Linked DNA regions of Sus scrofa: regions 1 and 3 are each linked to region 2. The links are chromatin contacts, called in public HiChIP or PLAC-seq and promoter capture Hi-C maps. All regions are on one chromosome and are shown on one strand. The core of a region is the stretch at or near the end of the contact, and the rest is flanking DNA. Distances in the headings are between cores, read along the strand shown. Region 1 holds the start of SLC9B1 (sodium/hydrogen exchanger 9B1). Region 2 holds the start of SLC9B2 (mitochondrial sodium/hydrogen exchanger 9B2). Region 3 overlaps SLC9B2 (mitochondrial sodium/hydrogen exchanger 9B2).

The links. Promoter capture Hi-C pulls out the DNA fragments that hold promoters and counts their contacts. HiChIP or PLAC-seq counts read pairs in DNA pulled down with a chosen protein or histone mark.
Region 1: a promoter capture Hi-C map of liver shows a contact between it and region 2, with 2.2 times the contacts expected there. The contact joins the promoter of SLC9B1 here to the promoter of SLC9B2 in region 2. A contact is called at or near these places in 1 of 5 promoter capture datasets (liver), 4 of 47 Hi-C or Micro-C datasets (epiblast stem cells, fetal heart ventricle and liver) and 1 of 2 datasets of contacts at active chromatin or transcription factors (skeletal muscle).
Region 3: a contact with region 2 is called in an H3K27ac HiChIP or PLAC-seq map of skeletal muscle. The contact joins the enhancer-like site here to the promoter of SLC9B2 in region 2. A contact is called at or near these places in 5 of 47 Hi-C or Micro-C datasets (epiblast stem cells, fetal heart ventricle, heart right ventricle and 2 more) and 1 of 2 datasets of contacts at active chromatin or transcription factors (skeletal muscle).

The regions. Positions count from the first base shown.
Region 1 is chr8:118,049,678-118,053,396 of Sscrofa11.1, forward strand. It overlaps SLC9B1 (sodium/hydrogen exchanger 9B1), which reads left to right and starts at 2,414. Exons shown (of 13, transcript XM_013989374.2): 1 at 2,414-2,956.
Region 2 is chr8:117,994,428-117,998,347 of Sscrofa11.1, forward strand. SLC9B2 (mitochondrial sodium/hydrogen exchanger 9B2) reads left to right here and starts at 2,350. Exons shown (of 11, transcript XM_021100729.1): 1 at 2,350-2,853. BDH2 (3-hydroxybutyrate dehydrogenase type 2) reads left to right here. Exons shown (of 10, transcript XM_003129285.5): 10 at 1-792.
Region 3 is chr8:118,030,047-118,034,209 of Sscrofa11.1, forward strand. SLC9B2 (mitochondrial sodium/hydrogen exchanger 9B2) reads left to right here. Exons shown (of 11, transcript XM_021100729.1): 9 at 1,081-1,187; 10 at 3,506-3,655. Among named protein-coding and RNA genes, the nearest start is that of SLC9B1, 20 kb to the right of the region's middle. Within about 2 kb of position 2,210, at least 3 of the 83 cell types and tissues checked have an H3K27ac peak or open chromatin away from gene starts, as enhancers often do. A contact at or near this core is called in skeletal muscle, where this site is marked.

The DNA of each region.
Region 1 (3,719 bases), core at 1,164-3,663, 55 kb after region 2:
ATGATTCAAAACTGTTGTCAGTGAGAACTTCTTGAAGGAAGTGAGACTTGAAGAGTGGATATGATTTGGATTGTTGAGTCGATATTAGGGAGGTGAAGAAGGGAACAGCTAGATGGAGGGCTGGCATATTAGCAAAGTTTGAAAATGAAGCATGGAGTACAGTAAAGCCTGGCATTTAAAGTTGATAAAGAGAATTAGTGATAGGTTGGACTGTTAAAGTTGGCACTTAAATCATACCAAATAGATCACTGGCCAAAGTTCTACTTTTATTGAAATTATTTCAGAAGTACAGAACCATTTATATAGAAAATATTTTGGGGGGAGTTCCCGTCGTGGCACAGTGGTTAACGAATACGACTAGGAACCATGAGGTTGCGGGTTTGGTCCCTGGCCTCGCTCAGTGGGTTAAGGATCCGGCGTTGCCGTGAGCTGTGGTGTAGGTTGCAGATGCGGCTCGGATCCCGCGTTGCTGTGGCTCTGGCATAGGCTGGCAGCTACAGCTCCGATTCGACCCCTAGCCTGGGAATCTCCACATGGCGTAGGAGTGGCCCAAGAAATAGCTAAAAAAGATTAAAAAAAAAAAAAAGAAAAAGAAAATATTTTTGAATCTACTTTCATATCACTTGGTGAAAACTGCTCTCATGAAAAGGTTCTCTTTGCTCCTCAAAAGTTTTTGCTTTTAATGGCATTTACAAATATTACCAATTTAATTATTTTAACTTATTTTTTATTTTTTTTTTACCAGAAAAGAGGCTTTGGATGTTTCTCTAGATGTTTTTCAAGTGATTATTATTACATTTGCACCATATTGTCTTTAAATCAGTGGACATTATTTTTAAATGTTTCAGAACACCATATTTCTGTATGAATGTTCTATATGAATAATTTAGTCCTGTTTAACAAATGGAAATTGCTTCATGCCATTTTGGGAGCAAGTAATAGCACATGTTTCAGTTGACTACTCTAAATTAAATATGGCCCAAGCCCTCTGACCTGGTCAGAATTCCAAAACTCATGTTTGTTAATGTGCCCTCCATTTTCCTTAAAAGGAAAGGATTTGACCTCCAGCACTGTATTGCATATGGGGCACAGAGCAGAGCCCTGGAGGCCGTCAGACTCCTCTCAAAGGTCCTTCTTCCCAGTATCCTTGGGGATCTACTTGTTTTTTCCTTACCTACCATGAGAACAAAGCATTTCCTTAACCCTGTAATCACAAAAAACTGTGAGCTTTCCTAAAACAAGAGAGAAAATGACTCAGTCCTTTCTGAGCTGTCTACACCATGCTGAAGGTAGGAGGAGGTTACAGTAAAAAAGAATCTCTTGGAGTTCCCTTCGTGGCGCAGTGGTTAATGAATCCGACTAGGAACCATGAGGTTGCGGGTTCGGTCCCTGCCCTTGCTCAATGGGTTAACGATCCGGCATTGCTGTGAGCTGTGGTGTAGGTCGCAGACGCGGCTCGGATCCTGTGTTGCTGTGGCTCTGGCGTAGGCCAGTGGCTACAGCTCCAATTTGACCCCTAGCCTGGGAACCTCTATATGCCGCGGGAGCGCCCCAAGGAAATAGCAAAAAAAAAAAAGACCAAAAAAAATAATAATAAATAAAATTAAATTAAATTAAATTAAAAAAAAGAATCTCTTATTCAGTCACCCAAGAAAGAGTTGTAATTTGAGTCATATCTTAAATGATAAATAAGGAGAAAAGGAGCACTCCCGCTCCCGATAGAATGACTTTAGAAAAAACATGAAGGCAAGGAGGAATACAGTGTGTGCAGGAGAAGAGGTTGTTTGGAGTATCAGGAGAAAAAAATAGAAAAGGTCAGTTTGACTTTCTAAGTTTGGACTTTCTCCAATAACAGTTGTTTTCATCTGTTTTAGCAAGCTTGGGGATTCCATTAGAGGAAACTTGAAGACCACCTATGGGAATGAGAACCCAAAGCTTCTGGGACCATCTTTAAAAGAGCAACTCTGCTTTCCTTTGTTTCATATGAAAGGTTCCACCTAAGATTTCGTGCGAGGGAAAAAAAAAAAAAGGTTTATAGTGATAACAGGATATTGAGTGTTTACTTTGTATCAAGTCCTGTTCCAGACACTTGCCACGCATCAGTTCTTTTAGTCTCACAACACCACCACATCCTTTACAGATAAGAAAACCGAAGCTTGGGTAGATTATGTGGTCCCATAGCTATAAAGTGGCAGTGCTAAACTTTAACTCAGTCGTGACCCCAAACGCCAAGCTCTGTTAAGACTGCATTAATTTTGTTTTGATTTGTCTTTTTGCTTATTAGGGCCACACCTGTGGCATATGGAAGTTCCCAGGCTAGGGCTTGAATCAGCAGGCCTATGCCACAGCCACAGCACCATGGACCCCGAAAGCCACGTCTGCGACCTACACCACAGCTCACAGCAACACCAGATGTTAACCCACTATGGGAGGCCAGGGATCCAACCAGCATCCCCATGGATACTAGCCCTGTTGGTAACCTGCTGAGCCACACCTGGGAATTCCCAAGACTGCACTAAATTTAAGACGATTTAAGGAGCAACATGACGTGAGTTTTGACGTTACAGGGGTCGACTGTATCCCTGGACTCCTACAACAATATTGGTCTACAGTTGATCAATATTCAGAAGAGATACGGAAAGAAAAGGGCTGAAGAGACTGAAAACAACACCAGGCGGACCCAGTGAACCATAGTGCCCTCTAGCTTCCCAGATGGGGGCGGACCACGACCAATTAAACGCGTCAGCCCCGCCCCTCCAGCTCCGCCCCGTTGCTATTAGCCCCGCCCCTCGCCCGGCCACGCCCCTCTCCCGGCCCCGCCCAGACGCCGGCGTCCGAGCTGCCCACCGCGCGCTCCGAGGTCCGGCGGCGTTTGCTCCAGAGCTGCTCGAGATTTTCGCGGCGGTTGCTGGGCGTAAGGGCCGCGCCCGGGGTCGTGGAGGATGCCGAAGGAGTGGTAGGTATGGCCCAGTTTTCTGTACTCTCACCTTGGGCCCAAGTCCCGCAGCCTTTTCCTCCGTTAGTTCAGAGGCGCGTCCATCTGCCCCTTTACCCGGCGCTGGGGAACCAGCCACAGATCTTTTTCTCCCTCTCCCTGACTGGGTTCTCTCCTCCCTCACCCCACATCTCTCTTCTTTAGTCTCTCCCTTCCTCCTCCGTTTCTTTCTCTCATTTTCCCGGCATTCGCAAGGAAGAAGGAAGAGGTCAGAAAAGACTGAGTGAAAAGTTAGTTTTATTAACCGCAGACATTCACCGGTGCCGATATTAACCGGTAAATATCTACACATGAAACTTCGTGAGCTCCGGTGGTTGGAGATGGGTTCCAGGATTGATCCTGGGAAGGCTCACCTGCCTCCTCACAGGGCTCTCGCCTCGCCTATTTCTTTCAGCTTTATCACGGTGGACAAGCGCTTTAGATTGGTGCTTTCGAAGGGTCGAGGACAGTTGTACAGGTACCATGTGTCAGGCTTATCATTCAGGAGCCCTTATAAGAGTTGTACAGGCCCAAACCTGGTCACTGACGCCGCTCGGTGTGTGTCCTATAGTCGATGAAAAATCAGATGGGGTATTGGAGGGGGATGATTGGCTTGGGTGGCACCAAAAGAGGTCACACCCCACTCCCTAACGTTAATAGGGATCAGTGGTATTGTTATTTGTGCAACGGAGGTGTGGGAAATTAACACCTATTACTATCACAGATAAAGAATTCGTGCACCCGA
Region 2 (3,920 bases), core at 1,100-3,599:
CAAGAACTCAACTAGTATCCATGACAATTCAGATTTAATCCCTGGCCTCGCTCAATGGGTTAAGAATCCAGTGTTGCCATGTAGGTCAAGGATGCAGCTCAGATCTGACATTGCTGTGGCTGTGGTATAGGCTGGTGGCTGAAGCTGAGATTGGACCCCTAGCTTGGGAACTTCCATATGCTTTTGGTGCAGCCCTAAAAAAGACATTCGAATAATAATAACTTTTTTAAAAAATGAACACCCAAGGCAGGAAGGTGCTTGGTTTCAATAACTTACATTAAAAGGAATTTAGATTCAGAACTATTGTTGATCTGTTATATAAAAGAAATATAATCATCAGATGTTTATACTTAATGTATGTCATCACTTATAACCAAGTACTATTTTGTTAGTCTAAAAAATCTGTATTAAAATAAGCAATATTTGACATGGGCATAATAAACATAGTTAACTAAACTGCAGTATTGTCAGTTTGAGAGATACTTTACAGACTAAGTATAGATTTCTTCATCAAATTCCAAGATAACAGGCAAGAGAACATGAAATTTAGAAATAATCTCTGGATAAGTAAACAGAAATGAATTATATAACAAGAAACAAGAGTTTCAATAAAAACTTTAAATTCATAGATGATAATTCTAGACTCAGAATCAGAAAATTATCTATAACAGATTACTAGGGAGAAGGTTTTTCTTTTTGTTTTAGGGTTTTATGTTTGCTTTTTCTTTGTTGTTACCTCAAAAGACCAAGTGACTTAATGCACATATAGATAATAAATGAGCAGTTCCTCAATCTTTTGTTTTCAAACTGTATTTAATATTAACAAGGAAGATTTTGAAATGGACAGTGAAAGGCTAACATTTTATGTATGAGGAAGAACATGCATTTGATGAAGACGAGTCAAAACTGAAAGCAAAGGACATTTTGACTAGCATTCCTAAAGAGTTCATTGATTATGATTTGCTTTAGGGTTCTGGACCAGATATTCCACTACTGGATCACCTATAGTTTGGTTTTTTACCTAGACTCCACATCATCCACTTTGTCTTGGATTTTAGTTTTTTGCTTTGTGAAATTAGGGAACTGGGCCAAATGATTGGGTTTCTTTTGATGTATCAATCAACATGCTATAACTTCTTATCAAGTGAAGTAATACAACACTGAAGCTTTTAAGTATTTTATGAAGTACTTACATGCATATGTGAACGATGAAAAAATGAATTCTAAATAAGCATGTGATGGATACTGCAAAATGGATTCTAACAATAGCAAATGTTTCCTCAGAGTTAGTTCTTTCAGAGAGAACTCTAAACTATAAAACATTATAAATGATAAAAGCAAAGTAAAGCTAGCCAAAAGTTCCTTGTTCTCCAAAGTTGTGTTAATCAAATCGGGTGATGTATCATGAAGATCATATGACTGAAAGATAAGGAAAAATACAGTTCATTCCTGCGGGAAGAGGAAGCTGGATGTCACTAGAAACTTCTACAAGCTTTAGGAGAGGAAGTGTTCTGTTTAGAAAAATAATCATTTTAGGCGCTCTGAAGAAGTTCATCCATTCTCTCCTAAAGGAGGACCTGAGAGAGAAGGAGTGGGTTTTGTCTAGTGGAAACATTTATGTGACATTGTCCGTCTTGCCTGAAAAACGGTGATTAAAATTGGCACTTGGTTAAAGGGTGAAAAACAGGTAAGACAATTTTTATTTCTTAAAGGAAATGAAAATTACCCCCGAAAGGGCGCACGCGCATATACACACATTTAGTTAAAGGGGGGAGGAAGGATTATAAAGGAACGGAAGACAAGGTAATGGAAAGGAGAACGAAATGCAAAAGAATCAAACTGCTGATGAACAGGTGAAAACCTAAACCCATACAGCAAGAAGGGCAAGTGCTAAAGAAGCGATAAAAGGGAGTTCCCATCGTGGCTCAGTGGTCCGACTAGGAACCATGAGGTGACAGGTTCGATCCCTGGCCTTGCTCAGTGGGTTAAGGATCCGTGTTGCCCTGAGCTGTGGTGTAGGTTGCAGACCCGTGTGGCTGTGGCTGTGGCTGTGGTGTAGGCTGAGGCCACAGCTCCGATTGGACCCCTAGCCTGGGAAGCTCCATATGCCGCGGGAGGAGCCCTAAAAAAGACAAAAAAAAAAAAAAATTAAAAAAAAAAAAAGGGAGAAGGACAAACAAGTCTTTTATCCCACTTAGTCGTTCACTAGTAGAGAGAATCTCGTCTTCCCGCCCCACTGGAGAAGACACTTCTAAAGACGGGGGTTAAAACTCAGAATGTAGAGGGGGACGACAAAGCCAGCAATTCGCTGCCCGGGCCGCACTCCTGGATGCTCAAGAGCCAGCGCTGCGCGTCCTCGCCCAGGAGCTCGTCCTCGCCGGGCGAGACGACGCCAGGGTCGGCGCGCGCTGGGCCACCATCCTCGTAGCTTCCCAGGGAGGCGCGCTCGTCCGGTCCCCGGGGGCTGGCGGCGCCGCCCGTAGGTCCCGAGAAGTGAGCCAGCTGTCCTCCGGGTCCCCTAGCCCCACGCAGAGCCTGAGTCCGCGCCCTGCAGCCCCAAACCTGCGGAAAGCGCGTGGGGCCAGTTACTGCTGGGCCCCGACCCGCCCGGGCTCCCTGCAGGGACCACCCGGCGGGTCTCCGTCACCGGACCGCCTACGCCGAGCGAAGAAGGCGGGGCTGCGGGCAACCGGCGCCCCGGTATTTGCAATAATTGCAGCCTCCGGCGCTGCCTGGGGCGATGCGCGACCCGGAAACCTAGCGCGCAAGGTTCGACCCGGCTCCCCAGAGGACTTGTGAGCCACTTTGCTCACCCTTGGGGCCGACCCGGGTGCCTGGGCCCCGGAGCGCGAGGTGAGTACCCCCTCACCCCCGAGAGCACTGGGGGGTAAATTAAACCCGCACCCGCGGCGGCAACATGTAGGCCTTGTGGGCCAGAAACCGGGAGCCGAGCGCCCAGCGCCTTCTGGTTGTGCGCAAAGGGGTGGCTGGCTGGCTGGCTGGCTGGCTGTGTGTCTGTCTACTGTAGGTAGTTACTGGAGTAGGTTCTTATTATTTGTTTTTGTTTTAGTTCTCAAATCCACTAGAAGTTGTTGCTACTGTGGCCTAGGGTTAGCACCCCTGATGTGCTACGACTAATCAGATCCTACTGATTGGGGAATATAAATAACCTCCTGCTCTTAAGCGCACACTGCGTCTGAGGCTTTATGTGACTTACCAGGCATCAGCTTGTTATCACATCCTTGTTACCTCACCATAGAATCCCGGTATGTTTTGTTGCCCTAAAAGATTCATAGCAGGAAGGCATCATTGACTTTAGCCTCCCATCAAGAAATCCAGGACACCAATGGCTAGAGACAGAGCAGGTAGCTTCCTTAGCCAGGTCTACCTCTGTTTTCTCTGAGAGACTAAAACCCCCTTTCCCCACTCCTCTGTCATGCGGCCTCCACCAGATTTTACTGCTGCTGTACAGTATCTCATGAAGTTCTGGTTTACTGCTTCTAAGTCAAGAATGAAAGTTTTTAATTTTGCAAATACCTGTGCATCTCCTCTGGGCCAAGCAGGCATGGGAACAGGAGATGCAAATAGGAATTTAATGCACTTTCTGCCATTCAGGAGCTCAAAATTCAATGGGTCAGAATATACCTAACAAGTAACGAGGTAGTGTGATTTACCCTATGCTAATGATGTGAGCAGAGTGGCTGATTTGTATATTTTCTAGCATATTAAAACCTTTAGAGTTACAATCTTACTGACTAGATTTTTGCCTTTTTAGAATGTCCATAGAAGGCATGATAGAATAAGGGGGGAAACGTCAGTGACGTAGGCCTGAGTCGGGGTCAACACTGAGAGTTGCTGAGCTGGATATGGAAGTTTGGCACTTCACACTCCTGCCTACCTGTGCCTTCTGGTGTAGGAGA
Region 3 (4,163 bases), core at 960-3,459, 35 kb after region 2:
TAGGATATAGCACAGGGAACTATATCCAATCTCCTGGGATAGATTATGATGGAAAATAACATTTAAAAAAAAGAATGTATATATATGTGTGTGTGTGTGTGTGTAACTGAGTTAATTTGCTGTATTACAGAAATTGGCACAATATTGTAAATCAACAATACTTTAAAGAAATTAAAAAAATAATTTGTTTTCAGATTTACTCTTAGAAATAACATTGAGAAGGGGTAAGTCCCCTACCTTCATTGTAGTCTTGACTTTAATTACCGAATTCTTAAGTTACTACATTCTAGACATTTTTAGAGGTACTAAGATCAATGTGCATTTATTATTAAAAAATCAAGCTCTCGGAGTTCCCGTTGTGGTGCAGTGGTTAACAAATTCGACTAGGAACCATGAAGTTGCAGGTTCGAGCTGTGGATCCAGCGTTGCCGTGAGCTGTGGTGTAGGTCGCAGACGCGGCTCAGATCCCTCATTGCTGTGGCTCTGGCGTAGGCTGGTGGCTACAGCTCCAATTCGACCCCTAACCTGGGAACCTCCATATGCCGCAGGAGCGGCCCAAGAAATGGCAAAAAGACAAGAAAAGACAAAAAAAAAAAAAAAAATCAAGCTCTTAAATGGTAATTTGAATATTAGATCTATTTACCTAGCCTATGCATATAATGTATTAGAACATATTAGCTCTGATTCATGAATTTTATCTTTCATATTTTCTTTTTTCTACAATAATGAAATTTTATTTTTATTATAGTTGATTTACAGTGTTGTGCCAATCTTTCATATTTTTTAGTAATAAAGTAGATACATACTGAAGTAAACAAGGAAAAGATACACAAATCATAGCTTATGCTAGTTTTGAAATTTATCTCCAATATACAGATACAATATACATATCTTTCTCAATATAAGCCCATTTTATATGTGAGACATTCTAACTCACATATAGTTAAGAATGTGGAGAGCAGGAAATATCTATGAACTTTTCCTTCTATGTAAATCAGACGCTTTATGTTGTTGATTAAAGGCTGTGTATTTATGGATTTAGAATTCTGTCTGAAGTTTTTCTTCTTATGTATTTTTAAGGTTCCACAGTTTTTAATGTCCTCAAGGGAGTTTTGGAGGTTGTAATTGGGATGGCAGCTGGATTCCTTCTTGGATTTTTTATTCAGTATTTTCCAAGCAGTGACCAGGTAAAATAAATAATCTGTGGAAAAGTCATGCTCTAAAATGTCATTGGAGGAGTTTCCACTGTGTCACAGTGGGATAGGAGGCATCTTGGGAGTGCTGGGTCGCAGGTTCAATCCCTAACCCAGCACATTGGGTTTAGGATCCAGCCTTGCCACAGCTGTGGCTTAGGTTGAAACTATGGCTTGAATCTGGTCCCTGGCCTGGGAACTTTATATGCCGTGGGGCGGCCAAAAAATGAAAAAATAAAAAAATGTCATTGGGGAAGCATTCTAGAACACCCCTGAAAGCTGATGTGAAGTATGTGATTTAGAAGAATGGGCCCCCAATTTAATACTGCTAATTGCAATATCGGTGCTGTCCATAGGGTTTATGAAAAGGGCTGGATACATAAGATTTTAATGCAGTCCTGGAATTTTTTTCTCTGTATTCTGTATACTTCAAATTTCACTGTGAAACAGATAATATCAATTCTAAACTAATACGTGTCTTTTAAAATTTTATTTGTTTTTATTATTATTCGTAGTACTCAACTAAATCAGAATATAAAATGGCTTTTGGGCCCCCCACCTTTTTAAGTATCCAAATACCTTAAATTCTTCTACAGTATCAAAATACCTTAGATTCTAATACTATCAAATAGATAGACCTTAACATGTCGTTGTAATATAGTCCAATATTTCTCACCAAAGATATCAAAGTTTTTCACTATACCCAATGATATCTTAATTAAAAAAAAAGGTTTTATTCTCCTTTACCCACTTAAGTCTCTCAGAATTATCACATGAAAGTCTTTTTTTCCTGTGAGAACTGGCATTATTTTGAGATTTCAGAGCATTTTGAATGTAGTTAGAAATTAACTAAAGTAGGATTTCCCATCATGGCTCAGTGGTTAACGAATCAGACTAGGAACCATGAAGTTGCAGGTTCCATCCCTGGCCTCGCTCAGTGGGTTAAGGATCTGGCATTGCCATGAGCTATGGGGAAGGTCGAAGATGCAGCTCAGATCCCAAGTTGCTGTGGCTCTGGCATAGGCCAGCAACTACAGCTCGGATTAGACCCCTAGCCTGGGGACCTCCATATGCCACAGGTACGGCCCTAGAAAAGGCAAAATCTCACACACACACACACACACACACACACACACACACAGAAAGAAATTAACTAAAGTAGAACTAACATTATCAGAATGTATGTTGGTTTGAATTTTAATGTGCTCCAAAAAGCTCCACGTGAGATTGTCTATAGAAGATTTTATAGATGCATAAAAGAAAATTATAAAATTTTCTAATTAAACAGCAAAAGAAAGAGAAAAATAGTAGCTTACGTATTAGTGTTTACTGTGTATAAAGTATGTTGTAAGTACAATAACGTGCTCTCATTCAGTATAGCAGCCACTAGCTGCCTGTGGCCGTTGCAGATAAAGGACATTTCCATAGACAGTGCCAATACAGAAATTCCCGTCGTCACGGAATGTTCTGTTGGAAAGTGCTGATCTAGTGCAACCCACACCATAGCACTTGAAGAGCATACTATTAATATGACCATTTTTACTGATGAGGAAAATGAGGCTTGGGCAGAAGTGAGTTAAACAAGGTCATATAGCTGGAAAGCAGTGCACCTGGGAATGAACTCAGGTAACCCAGGCCAGAGCCTGCATGCCTCCAAGTCACGATTTCTTAAGTCCTGCCTTCCTTCTAAAGTGATCAAGAAGTTTAAAAGGCTGAACAGGGAAAAGTAAAAATAAAAAAGTCCGCATTTCTTAGACTTCAAAAATCAACAATAACAAAACACTACTATCAGTCTAGAGGCTATTAAAGCTTCTTGGTACTCAAGGATTTAGAAAGAAAAACCAGGAGAGCACCACATTAAAGAGTGAACAGAAAGCGCCTCAAAATAGTAGAGATATATTTTTAGCCTTGACAGAATCCCTGTGATGTAACTGCTTTCAGGAAGAAGGAACGGAAGCTTGGAAGTAATGTGGCCAACTGCATACGCCCATGGTGTAAAAGAGAGAATTTTAACCCTGGTCTGTCTGACTCCAAAGCCCATATGCTTCTTCCTGCTCTTCCATTTAGCGCTGTAAAATTCTGCTTTGATAACTACAGAGAAAAATAACTGGCATCCCTGGAGAGGAACCTACATTTGTACGTGGGCTAATTCTATTTTTACTAAGGAAAAGAAAGTAAATGTTATATCATGCATTCATGTGCACAGACAAAGGACATTTTTATTTCCTACCAAGTCCTGAATATGGAGAAATCAATAAATAGAAATCAGTTGTCTGAAATAATTGCACTAACCAGCCCCTTTTCTCCTCAAGGACAAGCTCGTATGGAAGAGAGCGTACCTGGTCCTGGGGCTGGCAGTGCTGGCTGTGTTTAGCAGCACGTATTTTGGTTTTCCTGGGTCTGGAGGACTCTGCACGTTGGTCATGGCTTTCCTCGCGGGCAAGGGATGGGCCAGCACAAAGGTGAATTCGTTTTACGTTCCTCTGCTTGTGATTACTTTCTGAACAGATTCATGTTTTCTTTCCAGGAAATTTCCTAACATCAAATTAATGAAATTATTGAATCATTAAAAACGATTTTCTGGAGTTCCCATTGTGGTGCAGCAGAAACAAATCCGACTAGGAACCATAAACTTGCGGGTTTGATCCCTGGCCTTGCTCAGTGGGTTAAGCATCCAGCGTTGCCGTGAGATGTGGTGTAGGTCGAAGGTGTGGCTTGGATCTGGTGTTGCTGTGGCTATGGCACAGGCCGGCAGCTGTAGCTCCGATTGGACCCCTAGCCTGGGAACTTCCATATGGTGTGGCCCTAAAAAGACAAAAGACAAAAACAACAGCAACAACAAAAACAACCAAAAAACAACAAACGATTTTCTATGCATGTGTAGATGTATGCCCAAGTGCACACACCTACATCCTTTCCCCCCCACATTCCAATCTATAACTTAACATCTTAAAATATATCATGGTCCTA